Regions from separate parts of the Pan troglodytes genome. Here region 1 is linked to region 2. Evidence: chromatin contacts called from public HiChIP or PLAC-seq data. All regions are on one chromosome and are shown on one strand. Each heading gives the region's core, a stretch centred on a gene start, on an enhancer-like site or on the middle of the called end of the contact. The rest is flanking DNA. Distances are from core to core; before and after follow the strand shown. Region 1 holds the start of TRIM14 (tripartite motif containing 14). Region 2 holds the start of TBC1D2 (TBC1 domain family member 2).

Region 1 (6,370 bases), core at 439-2,938, 130 kb before region 2:
GGGGCGGCTCCAGGCCGGCCGGCCGACCGCTAGGAGGATGACAGCCCGCCGGGAGCAGCGTCGGGCCTCGGAGCATCCTCCGACCAGCAGGGTGCTCCGTCTGCCCGCCCAGGCCGGGAGGTGGCCCCACCAGAAATGGGAAGCTCCTAATGAGCCAGCTAGGAGAGGGTGGGCTTCCTGCTTAATGACGCTGGTCCAGTAACGCCCAGAAAACTGCAGCCCTGATGATGGGACCAAAGTTGGCTGTGACCTTCCGGGGGTGCTCCTCTCACTTTCCCTTGATCCTCTCTTGCCCTTTTCCCGGGAAAGATAATCATTCCGACAACTGTAAGATACCTTTATCAACCTCAAATAAGGACACAGAGATTCTCCAATTGAGTTTATTTCGGACTGAGCAGAAGGATTGCAATTCGGGAATAAATGTGCCATGGCACCCAAGGGGTGGGGACGCGGAGTACTCAGGGAGGCAAAGGAAAGCAGAGGCTTTTAAAGGCAAAACGAGGAGGATTGCATATATTGGTGTTTTTTTTTTTTTTTTTGGAGACGGAGTCTCGGTCTGTCGCCCAGGCTGGAGTGCAGTGGCGCCATCTCTGCTCACTGCAAGCTCCGCCTCCCGGGTTCACGCCATTCTCCTGCTTCAGCCTCCCGAGTAGCTGGAACTACAGGCGCCCGCCACCACGCCCGGCTAATTTTTTGTATTTTTAGTAGAAAAGGGGTTTCACCGTTTTAGCCAGGATGGTCTCGATCTCCTGACCCCGTGATCTGCCCGCCTCGGCCTCCCAAAGTGCTGGGATTATAGGCGTGATCCACCGCGCCCGGCCAGATCGTTTTAAAATAATAATACTTGGTTACAAGAATTAATACAGGTGGCTTCAGTCCAAAAGTTGAACAGGCAGTTGCTGGGCAGATGTCCTCATATCATGGCTTTTGTGCAAGGTTGTGGTTCTTTGTGCAAGGTTGCAGTTTGGTGGAATCTTTTGCAATAATAGTTCCTGTTACCAGGCAAATCGTTGATGAGGGCCCCCCACTTCATGGCCTCCCAGCACCATTTAGTTTGTTTGAGACAGGGTCTGGCTCTGTTGCCCAGGCTGGAGTGCAATAGTGCGATCATAGCTCACTGCAGCCTCTAACTCCTGGGCTCAAGTGATCTTCCCACCTCATTCTCTGGAGTAGCTGGGACTACAGGAGCACCATTTAGTTTGGTTTTGACGTAAGTGACTCTGTTTTGGTACTGACAACTTTCACACACACACCGCCACCCCAAATTCCAGTTGCCCCCCAGGCTCAAGTCTCGACTTCCACTTATAAAGCCCTCAGCTCTTTCTTAAGATCCTTGGTCTCCGCCCTGCCTATGCTCCACCCTGTGCTTTTTCAAGACTGGGGGACGTGCAGTTTACCCTGCTTAGAACATTCTTCTTCCCAAATGCCCTTTGCCCTGAGTATTCCAACTTATTCTGCAGGTTTCTACCTTACTATCTTTTCCTCCAGGAAGCCTTCCCTCCTTCTCCTTCCAGAACAGCCTATGCTTTCCCTATCCTGGCCCTCCCCATTCACGCAGCCATGACTGAAAACTGGAGGGGGCAAAGACTGTCTGTTCTGCCTGTTTTCCAGCTTGGTGTCTGACTCCAACAGTAGATAGTTAATTGGTATTTGTGGAACAAATCAAGAAAAGGAAAGCTCCTTGTAGTAAAATGGCCAGATGTTTATTATTTTGTTACATTATTTCCATTGCACATTCCACATCTATTTATTTTCACTTTTATTTATTATCATTATTTTTCACAAAGGTACAAGGAATTTCAGAAACAACATTAAAACAATCATTCAAACTGTTTCAGGCACGGTTTCAATTAAAAGCATAGATTTGATTTCTGACTTCCTGTTTCCTTCTATGATACAATCTCAAGTTTTGTTTCAGGAAGCACAATTATTGTAGCGTTAAGGTGGATACCTGCCAAAGATCATCTCCTAGTGCTGTCCTCATTCTCAGAAAGTTCCTGAGTCAACAGAAAGGGGACGCCCAGGGTATGGAATAAGGAGATGAGAGCATGCTCTGCCAACTGGCTGGGACCTGAATGTGCTAGGCAAGTTCTACTACATCAGCTCAAGAACATAATCAAAAATGTAATTTAAAAAACAGATGGTTTAAAAAAATATCTGATAAAAATTACCTATCCCTCTCCCTTGCTGTGAAATAATTTAAATAATTTATTCTAGATGTAAAAATAATAATAAAAAAAAGTTTGTTCAAAGACACCTGTGTCCTGTTTGTTAAGTGTGCAGTCTGGGTCCCTTGGGGTGGAGGGAGCTGGCCAAGGAATGGCGTTGTGCAGAGGCATACCGGGAAGCTCTCTGGATGCAACCCCACCTCTACCGCTTGGCAGTCAGTGACCTTGGCATGATGTTTCTTCACTTCTCTGAGGCTAGGTCTTTGATTCTGAACATGGGGACTGTAATGCCTGCCTGACCTGTGTTAGAACAGCATGTGTCACTGAGTGGAGGTGGGAGGAATTTGTAAACTGTGAAGTGCTAGCCACACAGGTGGGAAAGGTAAGCCTATCCTGTAGAGCTCTGCTGCCCTGACAATGCCTGGGATTTGGCCTTCTGTTCTGGAGCACACTAAGGCAATCTTGGCTAGTGCATCAGACGGGAGTGAGCCCCAGTGACTGAGTAAATGGAGAATAAGACAAGGAACACGAGCATCTGGCCTGTGCAGACATACAAGCAGAATAAACCACAGCTGGGTAAGGGGCAAACAGGGGCACTGAACCCCCATCGTGCTGCAGCTGCGGTTCCCAGAGATGTTGAGGGAGGGCTTGGGACAACACTTCTGGGCTTTTAAGGAGCCACCAGGCAGGACTTAAGAGATCTGGGTTGAGTCCCAGCTCCTGTCTGGAGCTTGCTGTCCTCTTCATCTTTATTGCAAATAGGTACACATGCAGTCTTCCATCTTCACTGTACTGCAGATCACCTGTGGAGCTTATATGAACATACAGGCCCTACTCTGGAGATTCAGCTTCAGTTGGTCTGGAATGTGGCCTGGGCATCTGTATTTCCTGCACGCTCCCAAGGGAATTCTAATGTACACAGCTTGGGTTGAAACCTACCAGACTAGGTGGCCTCCTGCAGTCCCCACCTCAGCTCCAGAATCTAATCGCCCTGTGCAATGGAGATCATCTGCCCCTCCTTGGTAAGGAGGGACCAATTTCACTTCTAATCATTCCCAGTCTCTTGGTGGACTATTGTATTGACCACTGAACTTTAGAGTAGGGCTCGGAACACAGATTCACTAAGGAGGGACAAAGAAAAGCTTTCAGGCTAAAAGGGAACTTTGGGACCATCTGGTCCTACTTCTTTACCTCGTATAGTCATTTCAGAAGACCTCCTGGTTAGGTGGCCAGAGGCTCTGCTGGCATGTCTCCAGTGATGGGGGCCCCCTACCTCCTGGGGGACTCTTCTGTTAACTAGGGCTGAAATCTGCCCACATCATCCTGCAGGAGGCAGGCTGTGTACCTGAGGGCCTTGGTGGTGGCAGTCAGCAGTCATGGGCACAGCTCTGAAGTCTGCGTCCCTCCATAAGGGACAGCATCTATCCATATCAGGCTGATTCTGGTTGGAAAGGTTGGTTTTGACCACCTGCCTGTGTTGTAGAATTGGGTTGAATGCCTCTGACCCCTTGCCAGTGTCCGTTAGTTTCTGTAGCAAACCCAGATCACCCCACAGGTAGTTTTCTCTTAGGTCAAGGTTTCAGGTGGCAGATCCTGCAGAGAGCAGCTTGTTCCAGGGTACCCCTTGTTCAGATGAAGAAACTGAGACCAGAGAGGGCAGGACTTGCAAGAGGTCACTGAGTAAGCTGGGGCACAGCTGAGGCCAGAAGCAACAGATTTCTACTCTGTGGGCTGAGAACTGCATCAGACTCAAAAGAGCAAAAAGACAGACCCAGAAAAGCAGGATCTCAGCCCAGCCCTGCCATGAAACAAATATCACTTGCCTCTCTCTAGGCCTTAGTTTCCCCACCTGTAAAATGAGGAACTTGGGTCAAATCACTAGTTTTCAAACTTCTAAAAAAATTTTTTTTTCCTAGCAGAATTGTTTTTCATACTAGCCCAACATATAAAATAGAAGGGAGCTGTCTGGTTGGAATACAGTGTGGGGAAGGGAGACACAGCCTTCCTGCTTAGTCTTCCCCTATTCTCTCTTTTTTTTTTTTTTTGGAGATGGAGTCTCGCTCTGTCACCCAGGCTGTAGTGCAGTCCGCAATCGTGGCTCATAGCAACCTCCACCTCCCAGGTTCAAGCAATTCTCCTATCTCAGCCTCCCGAATAGCAGGGACTACAGACGCTCACCACCACGGCTGGCCAATTTTTTTTTTTTGAGACAGAGTCTCACTCTGTCACCCAGGCTGGAGTGAAGTGGCGTGATCTTGGTTCACTGCAACCTCCGCCTCCCAGGCTCAAGCGATTCTCCTGCCTCAGCCTCCCAAATAGCTGGGATTACAGGCATGCACCACCATGCCTGGTTAATTTTTTATTTTTAGTGGAGACGGGGTTTCACCATGTTGGCCAGGCTGGTCTTGAACTCCTGACCTCAGAAGATCCGCCCAGCTTGGCCTCCCAAAGTTCTGGGATTATAGGTGTGAACCACCACGCCCTGCCTAATTTTTGTATTTTTAGTAGAGACGGGGTTTCACCATGTTGGCCAGGCTGGTTTCTTTCTTTTTTTTTTTTTTTTTTGAGACAGACTTTTGCTCTTATTGCCCAGGTTAGAGTGCAGTGGCGCAATCTCAGCTCACTGCAACCCCCGCCTTCCGGTTTCAAGCAATTCTCCTGCCTCAGCCTCCCAAGTCGCTGGAATTACAGGCGCCTGCCACCACGCCCAGCTAATTTTTTTGTATTTTTAGTAGAGATGGGGTTTCACCATGTTGGTCAGGCTGGTCTCAAACTGCTGACCTCGTGATCCACCAGCCTCGGCCTCCCAACATGCTGGAATTACAGGCGTGAGCCACTGCGCCCGGTGAGACTGGTTTCAAACTCCTGACCTCAAGCAATCCGCCCACCTCAGCCTCCCAGAGTGCTGGGATTACAGGCATGAGCCACTGCGTCTGGCCCAGTCTTCCCCTATTCTCTGGACCACAGTTTGAAAATCACAGACAGGTCAACCTAGATCCTTCCAGCTCTAGTTTTCTACTGTGTTCTTTCCTCTTGAGAAGTTACAGCTCATCATGGGCCCTTAATAACAGAATTCAACAGAAGGCATCATCTGAAAACAAAGTCAATTCAGAAACTGTTGTTGCAAGAAGGCAAATAGAAAAACGGCACCATGTCCCACTGGAATCTCTTTCAGCGATGGAGAGTTTTGTTTTCTGGTAAAAAATATAGAAATAGTGGTTGTTCTTGAGGGGACTTGTGGTTTGGTTCTAAACCTCCCCACGGAGCCGAGTGGTGTCCCTGAGGGTGAGGAGGGCAGAGGTCTCTGCTCAGAGCTGCTCTGAGCCCATCCGCAAGTTTTTGATCTCCAGTTCCAACTGTTTGGCCTGGACCTCTCGCTGGGTCAACAGCTCCCGGAGCCTTCGGATCTCCTCCTGTTGCCGGTAGAACATCTGCAGCAACTGGGGAAGAAAGATCGGAAGGCAGGATCACCATGGTGTCAGGACACCAGCTGAAAGCTAAACCACTATCCCTCTTTGACTCAGAAAGGTGGAGGCGGTCACATTAACATGGCTGAGGCCTGATGGGGCTGTCACTGCATAGATCTTTTACAAACACCTTGTTTACTTCACCCAATAAATGAAATTCAAGAAGACTGGAATGTTTCAGATGTATTTTGCTTCCATAGATCCTCCATGAAATAGAGGAAAGGATGCCTGGCTCTGAAGTCTGGGGATTGGTGTTTTCGCCACCACTGAACTGTGTGACCTTGGGCAAGTTACTTACCCACTCTGAGCTTCCATTCCTTCCTCTGGAAAATGGGGTCAGAAAACTGCCCTCTGTGCAGAATGGGTGTTACATATTGAGTGATGCCCTAAGGGCCTCGTTATCCCACTGGAACGTTGTGACACCCCTATAAGGGTGGCAGTGCTAGTGTCCCCACTGTACCACCGTGGAAACGGAAGCTTAGAGACATTCAGTCTCTGGGTCTAAGATCCTAAATTAGTACTCAGCAGAGCCAGGATCAGAATCCATCTGTGAGATGCCAGCCTCTGTGTTCTTAGCCACTACAGACTGACTTCCAGGGCTGTTGAGAGAATTCAATCACATGCTGTATCAAAGTGCCTACCCCAGGATCTGCCACACAGTAGGCACTAAACAAATGTGGACTTTGAAAGCACAGAAAGTCCTATAATGTCAGAACTGGAAAGACTTTGATACCC
Region 2 (6,600 bases), core at 3,190-5,689:
AGGCTTAATCACCAGAGCCCTGGGTGTGCAGGCAGGAGGGTAGCCCATTGGGTACCTAGCTCGAGGTGCAGGACGGGCCCATTCCCAGCCAGGGCGGCATCAGGGGTGGCAGGAGGTGCCGGCGGGCTGTTGTGGAACTCCCAGCGCTTCATCTGCAGCTGCTGCAGCCAGTACAGCATCACTTGCTTGGTGGCGGCCTGAGAAGCACAAGGATTAGTTGGCAAGGCCCTGTGCCTGCAGGGTGGCACTGGGTGCGGGAAGAGGGGAAGGTTGTGGGAGGCTTAGGAATGCTCTCTTTCCCAGGAAAAAAAAAAAGAGGTCACTGTAGGTATGTATGCTTCCTGGCCACAGAAGATCATCAGGCTCTGGTCTCCCACTCAGCGGTTCCTTAGCTGCTCTGGGCCTCAGTTTCCTCATCTGTACTCTGGTGACAATAAGTCTTATTGCATAGGACAATGATGAGGATGAAATGAGACAAGGGTATCACACAGTATCTGACACACAGTAGGTGCTCAAAATGTGCTCACTGGATAGAGGAATTTGGAGGCGCTGTGAGAGGGGGAGGTGCACTGAATTCTGATATGCGTGGGGTCCTGGTACCATCACTATCTCTGTGTGACATCTCCAAGTCTTTGCTGCCTTTTGTGGAATAGGAGTAATCCTTCTTGCCTTGGGGATGCACTGGAATCATGGATATGAATGGAGACTGGAAAGCCACATGCACATGTGACAACGTGGTGGCACCTTCCAGGTGCTCTGGCCCTCCAAACAAGTTCATGGTAAATGCTGGTCATTAGTCTCCCAGCACTGGCTGGCGGTTGGTCCAAACATCCACTTTCACATCCAATAACTCCTAGATTCTTCAGGAGGGAGGCAAGGCAGGAGTGAGCACCCCTTTGTACAGATGGAGAAACTAAACCTCTGAAGTTGCCCAGGCATGTGGTGGTAGAACTAGTCCCAGAACCCTGGTCTAGAAGTTGGATTTTATGGCCAGGAGATTAGTGGCTTCGTAAAGAAGGCTTGAGATCAGCTGAGGTGGACTGCAGAAGATGAACAGCTCACCGGGAGTGGATGGGGATTCTCAGAGAGCTGCCTGCAATCAAGGCCACATGAGAACAGCAGCGGGCTACATGGCAACAGAGGCAAACTCCCTATCTCAGGGGTTCACTGGTGTGCACTATGCAGGGGGGAGTCTGTGAAAGTGACCCTCAGGCTGTCACACAGGTATCAATAAGATAAATGATGCCCACCAGTGTTCTCTTTCCATACACTCTCTGAGAGAGACTGCAGCACCTCCCAGGTCTTCCCCATGACCTTAATGCTGATGAGCTCCAGCCGAACCCAAATACCCCATTTTATTAACTCATTTGACAAGGGTATACTGAGCATTGACATATGTGTCAGAGATAGTGCTAGGCACTGAATACAGAGGTGAGCCAACACACATGGTCCCTGTCCCCTTGGAACTTGAGAGTCTCCTGCAGGGGACATGTACCCGGATGTTCCATGGGCTCCTCATCCTGAGTTCCCTCCTGTCAGTGCCTGACCCAACCAGGCAGTCAGCCAGTTACTCCAGCCACTCCTGACATCTCCCTCATTCTACTTCCCTACTATCCCGAGACACCTCCATTGTCCCCTTCCCCACAGCCACAGCTCTAGTTCAGCTGTCACTCTCTCCTGATCACCTTCTGATGGGCTCCCTGAGTACCAGCCTTGCCCTTCCCCTAGTTTCTTCTCTATCCAATAGTCAGACTGAGCTTTTGCTACTTGGCCTAATTTGCCAATTCCCCACCCTCGGGCCTCTGCTCTTCAACTCCATCCTTTGGGCCCCTCTGTTTTTCTGGCTCATGTGATTTGCCTGGACACTCAGGGCTGTATCATGGTTTCCTACTTTTGCTCACGGTGCTCTCTTGACCTGGAATACCTTTCTCCCTCTTGTCTGCTTGCCACCTATTTCTTCTTTCAAGCCTTGGGTGTGTCCCTCCTCCAGATGCCTTTCTGGCTAGCCCCTTCCACTTGGTGGAACTGACTCCTCCTGTCACCACACCTTCTTGCACAGACTTATCACATGTCTCTACAGAACATTTTAGGGTGCATGCAGGTTCTCCCTCAGTCTCTCCCATCAGACTTTAAGCTGTCAGAGAACCAGGGGTCGGGGTGCATTAGCTCCACACCCCAGAGCCAAGTGCAGAGCCAGGAACAATGGAATACTATTATAAAGACCATGTGTTGAAGACCCTGCATACAGCAGTCAACCTGTGGAAGAGACACATAGACCCGGGAACCACATGACCTCGAAAATGCCTTCCCTGGCCAGGGATTCCTGAGTTTCATTATTTTAACCAAGTCCCCCAGCCTGGTCACCCGCCAAGTCCAGTCAGTAAAGGAGAACTGAACACGTGGTCATCCACAGATACCCACTTAGCTGGAGGTGGGGTTGGAGGGGTGGAAAGATGGGGATGGGGTGGGGAAGGCTATCTCCTGGCACATTCTTCTCTGATGCCCATAGAACACTTAGCCCAGATCTGTCTTTCCAATTAAGTTATGGGACACCTCCTCTTGACATTAGCACTCTGATCTTGGTTCCATCACCTTGTGTGTGCATGTGTGCTTATGCAACAAAAAATTATTAAGTACCCCACTAGGTACCAGGCTGTATTCTAGGTGATGCAATTAATTCAACAATTTGTACATGCCTGTGATGTGTCAAATGCTTACAAACAACCTAGGTTCTGAGAGGTTAAGTAACTTGTCCAGGGTCACACAGCTAGTAAGTAGCAAATGTACAATTTGAATCCAAGCCCGTCTGATTTCAAAGAACGTGGCCTTTCTACTGCTTTAGGCTTTCTCAGTTAAACATGATGATAAAACCTACCCCTTGCTGCTGATAGGAAAACAGGTTTAAGCATGCCTAGATGAACAATCTAGGCTGATCAGTGAAACCTAAGTGTTTATTTTCCTAATCCCTGCCAGTCTCTTCTCAGCATTCACTGACCTTGGCCAAAACATCAAGAAACGGGAATCAGAATCCTGGCCTTGAGAGAGGATTGCAAAGACCATATTTTGACTTACTTAGGTCCCAGGTAAGAAAGTTAAGGTAACTGCACTGTCAGGCACACCCAAAAGTAAAAGTTTTGATTCAGCACTGAGAGGTAGAAAGACTATGGGATTCCAAGCTACCCTACTCTCTAGACGCATGGACCTCGAGCCAGTCCTTTCATCTCCCTCTGACTCAGTTTCTTGATCTGTAAAATGGGTCTGTCTTCCCTGCCTTGTGGGAACCCAATGAGGAAATGGATGGGAATGCACTTTGCAAAGCACAAAGTTCTTGGAACAGTCGGTGACGACAGTTCCAGTCAATTTACTGTGTCCACCTCACACTCGCGCCCAGCCTTGCCCTGCGAAAAGGGGACCTCACGCCGCTGGAAAGGAGAAAGTCGTTCCAGGAATTTACCTTCAGGGTAATAACCCGGCTGGGAGTCTTGATTTCGAAGATCCCCTCCTCAGCGTCCGCCTTACAGTCAAACACTGCACTGGAGAGGTCGATGCTGTCCAAGGGATTAGCATCCTGCGCGGTCCGCGAGTAATACAGCTGACATTTCCTTTCGTCGTAGAAGAACCAGCGGGATTTCCAGCCCCGGATGGGCCCTTTGCCGCCGAACTTACTTAAATACCCACAGAGTTTCTTGGGGACCGCCTCCAGGGACCGGGCGCAGTCCCCCGATTCTTCCTCCGGAGGCGGCACCTGTGGATCCCTGGCAGACTCTTCGGACCCAGGGGCAGAGGAGCTGGACTCCGGGGCGTTCTCCCCAGCGCCCTCCATCGCCGCCAGCCGGAGACTGCGGAGGGACGAGGGGTCTGCGGGACCACCAGGGACAAATCTCGGAGACTCGGCGGGCACCTTCCCAAAGGGAGACACCTGGGCGGGGGCGGGGCCGACGGCGAACCCGCCCCCAGGAAGCCACAGAGTCGGGACTGGGTGCGGTGCGTGCGCCTCAAAGACCGCAAACCCAGGTTACGGCGGCTGGCCACGCCCCTCCACCGCCAGGCCACGCCCCCGCAGCGCTCAGTCGGCTCCCTGCAAGGCCCGGCTGCTTCCGGCTTTTTCTCCGCGCCAGTCAGCCATCTTTACTAAGGGCGGCCGTGCTCCCTGGCTTCAGGTTAAAGGCGTGGTGGCACTGAGTTAGGTTAACCGCGGGCAGAGAAGCCTGTCCCTAGCTACACTTCCCTGGTAGTTCGCATAGTCACCTAGAAAGATAGTGCTTTCTTGCACCCGATGGGCTGCTTGTTCCCTCCCTCTGCCGCGCGGGGCACCCTCGGACGGCGCATCTCGCGGCCATTGGCTGAAAGGAAGACCGCTGGGAGGCCCATCTTCCGGCGTCGCCCGGGCAGCGCGGCTCCGGAGCTGTCTGCCACTCTTCTGGTGTTCCTTCAGCCCCGTCAATGACGCCGCGGACGGCCTTCTTATCCCTCGCCTGACCGCGGTGGCCTCCCCAGCTCTCTGTCCTGGCTCCTATTCGCCTCCTGACAGCGCTGGTTGTGTTGCTTGGGGCGCCCAGGCGCGGCCGCTGCGCTGCGGAAACCCAGTGCCACTCCTGGGGCATAGTTGGGTGCAGTACATTTATTTTTATTTTGTTATTGCTATTATTATTTTTAGAGACGGTCTGGCTCTGTCACCCAGGCTGGAGTGCAGTGGCGCGATCAGAGCTCACTGCAGTCTCCGCCTCCCGGTCTCAAGCCATCCTCCCGCCTCAGTCTCCCGAGTAGCTGAGACCGCAACTGCGTACCACCACACCCGGCTAATTTTTAAATTGTTTTTTGCTGAGAGGGGGGGTCTTGAATTCCTGGCCTCAAGCGATTCTCCTGCCTCGGCCTCCTAAAGTGCTGGAATTACAGGCGAGAGCCACCGCGCCAGGCTGTTTTGTAAATAAATAATTTAGGGTTTGACTAACTTGCTCAACTTCTGCCTCATTTTACCTGTTTCCCCTTAAATTTCTCCCCTTCCCTCCTAAGGCGCATTTCTCCATTAGCGTTGCGGAGCCCAATTCCGTCCAGCTTTCTTTAGGAGCTTCTTTCCGCCTTTCTCTTGCCCTTTGTTCAGCCCTTCCTTTACTTCATCGTCTCCCCCTCAGCCATCGTTAACGAGACCCTCATGCACACTCAGTGATATTGACAAGAAGCAGGGTGGGGGTAAAGGCGAGGGCTCTAGAGTCTATTTGCATAATTTTCAGATTCCCACTCTGCAATACTGAGTGATTTACTCAACCTAAAAATGGAGATAACACTTCTTCCCACCCACCCCCGACCCGCCGCCAGACAACTTTACAGTGAAGCTAATGAAATTTATGTTCACTTGCATGGGTCGCTGGGATTTGTAGTCTTAACAGGTGGGGAGTTGCAACCAGGGAGCATTTCTCCTAAATGCCAGAGAGCTCTTCATTTGTTATAATTTACAATTTATTTTCTCATTCTAAATAACCATCGTAATACCTAATTTTGTGTTCATAATTTTGTAATTTTTTTAAAATCAGAAGGCCCTTAATGCTGTTTAATTCCAGTCCCCACAAAACCTGGATCTACACCTGTCTACCCTTAGAGTTGTTTTGATAATTAAATAAAATAATATGTGTGAAGCTCTTAGTACAGAACGTGGGACAAAATATTTCTTTTCTTTTCGAGACAGAGTTTCGCTCTTGTTGCGCAGGCTGGAGTGCAATGGCGCGATCTCGGCTCACAGTGACCTCCGCCTCCCGGATTCAAGCGATTCTCCTGCCACCGCACCCAGCCAGTTTCTTTTCTTTTCTTTTTTTTTAATTTTTTTTTTTTTGATACAGAGTCTCGCTCTGTCGCCCAAGCTGGAGTGCAGTGGCATGCTCTCCAATCCCCATTCTCCTGCCTCAGCTTCCCGAGTAGCTGGGATTACATACACGCGTCACCATACCCAGCTAATTTTTGTATTTTTAGTAGAGACGGGGTTTCACCATGTTGGCTAGGATGGTCTGGATCTCCTGACCCTGTGATCCACCGGCCTCGGCCTCCCAAAGTGCTGGGATTACAGTCATGAGCCACAGTGCCTGGCCCCATTCCTGATTTTTAAAACCTCTTAATAAAACAAACAGCATACCTTATTTGTTCTAGGTTTTGTAGCTAGGCAATGATAAATATTTGAAAGAATAATTATAATTATAAATATATTACATATACCAGAAAAACTCAAGTGGTGGCCTGTTTTTAAAAACTGTGCATATGTGTATAGATGTCTCCAGCAGCAAACAAATGGAAAATATAATGGACAACATCCCTTACATAAATGACTTACATAATGAATACCTCATTGCTTTATAGTAGGATATAAGACAAAACAAATATGTCCCTGAGTGGGAAGAGTTAATATTGTAAAGATGTCACATTCCTCAAATTAATCCATACAGTTAATACATTTTCAATCAAACTCCCGATAGGCTTTTTTTTTTTTTTTTTTTTGAGACAGAGTCTTGCTCTGTCACCCAGGCTGGAGTGCACTGGAGCGATATCGGCTCACTGCAACCTCTGCCTCCTGGGTTTAAGCTATTCTCCTGCCTCAGCCTCCCTAGTAGCTGG

The links. HiChIP or PLAC-seq counts read pairs in DNA pulled down with a chosen protein or histone mark.
Region 1: a contact with region 2 is called in an H3K4me3 HiChIP or PLAC-seq map of stem cell-derived excitatory neurons, with 2.4 times the contacts expected there. The contact joins the promoter of TRIM14 here to the promoter of TBC1D2 in region 2. A contact is called at or near these places in 1 of 7 Hi-C or Micro-C datasets (stem cell-derived neural progenitor cells) and 1 of 1 datasets of contacts at active chromatin or transcription factors (stem cell-derived excitatory neurons).

The regions. Positions count from the first base shown.
Region 1 is chr11:40,389,744-40,396,113 of NHGRI_mPanTro3-v2.0_pri, reverse strand. It overlaps TRIM14 (tripartite motif containing 14), which reads right to left and starts at 1,688. Exons shown (of 7, transcript XM_016961305.4): 1 at 1-1,688. It overlaps CORO2A (coronin 2A), which reads right to left. Exons shown (of 12, transcript XM_520144.8): 12 at 1,682-5,608. The coding sequence ends at 5,477.
Region 2 is chr11:40,257,399-40,263,998 of NHGRI_mPanTro3-v2.0_pri, reverse strand. It overlaps TBC1D2 (TBC1 domain family member 2), which reads right to left and starts at 4,439. Exons shown (of 13, transcript XR_001720919.4): 1 at 3,455-4,439; 2 at 56-197.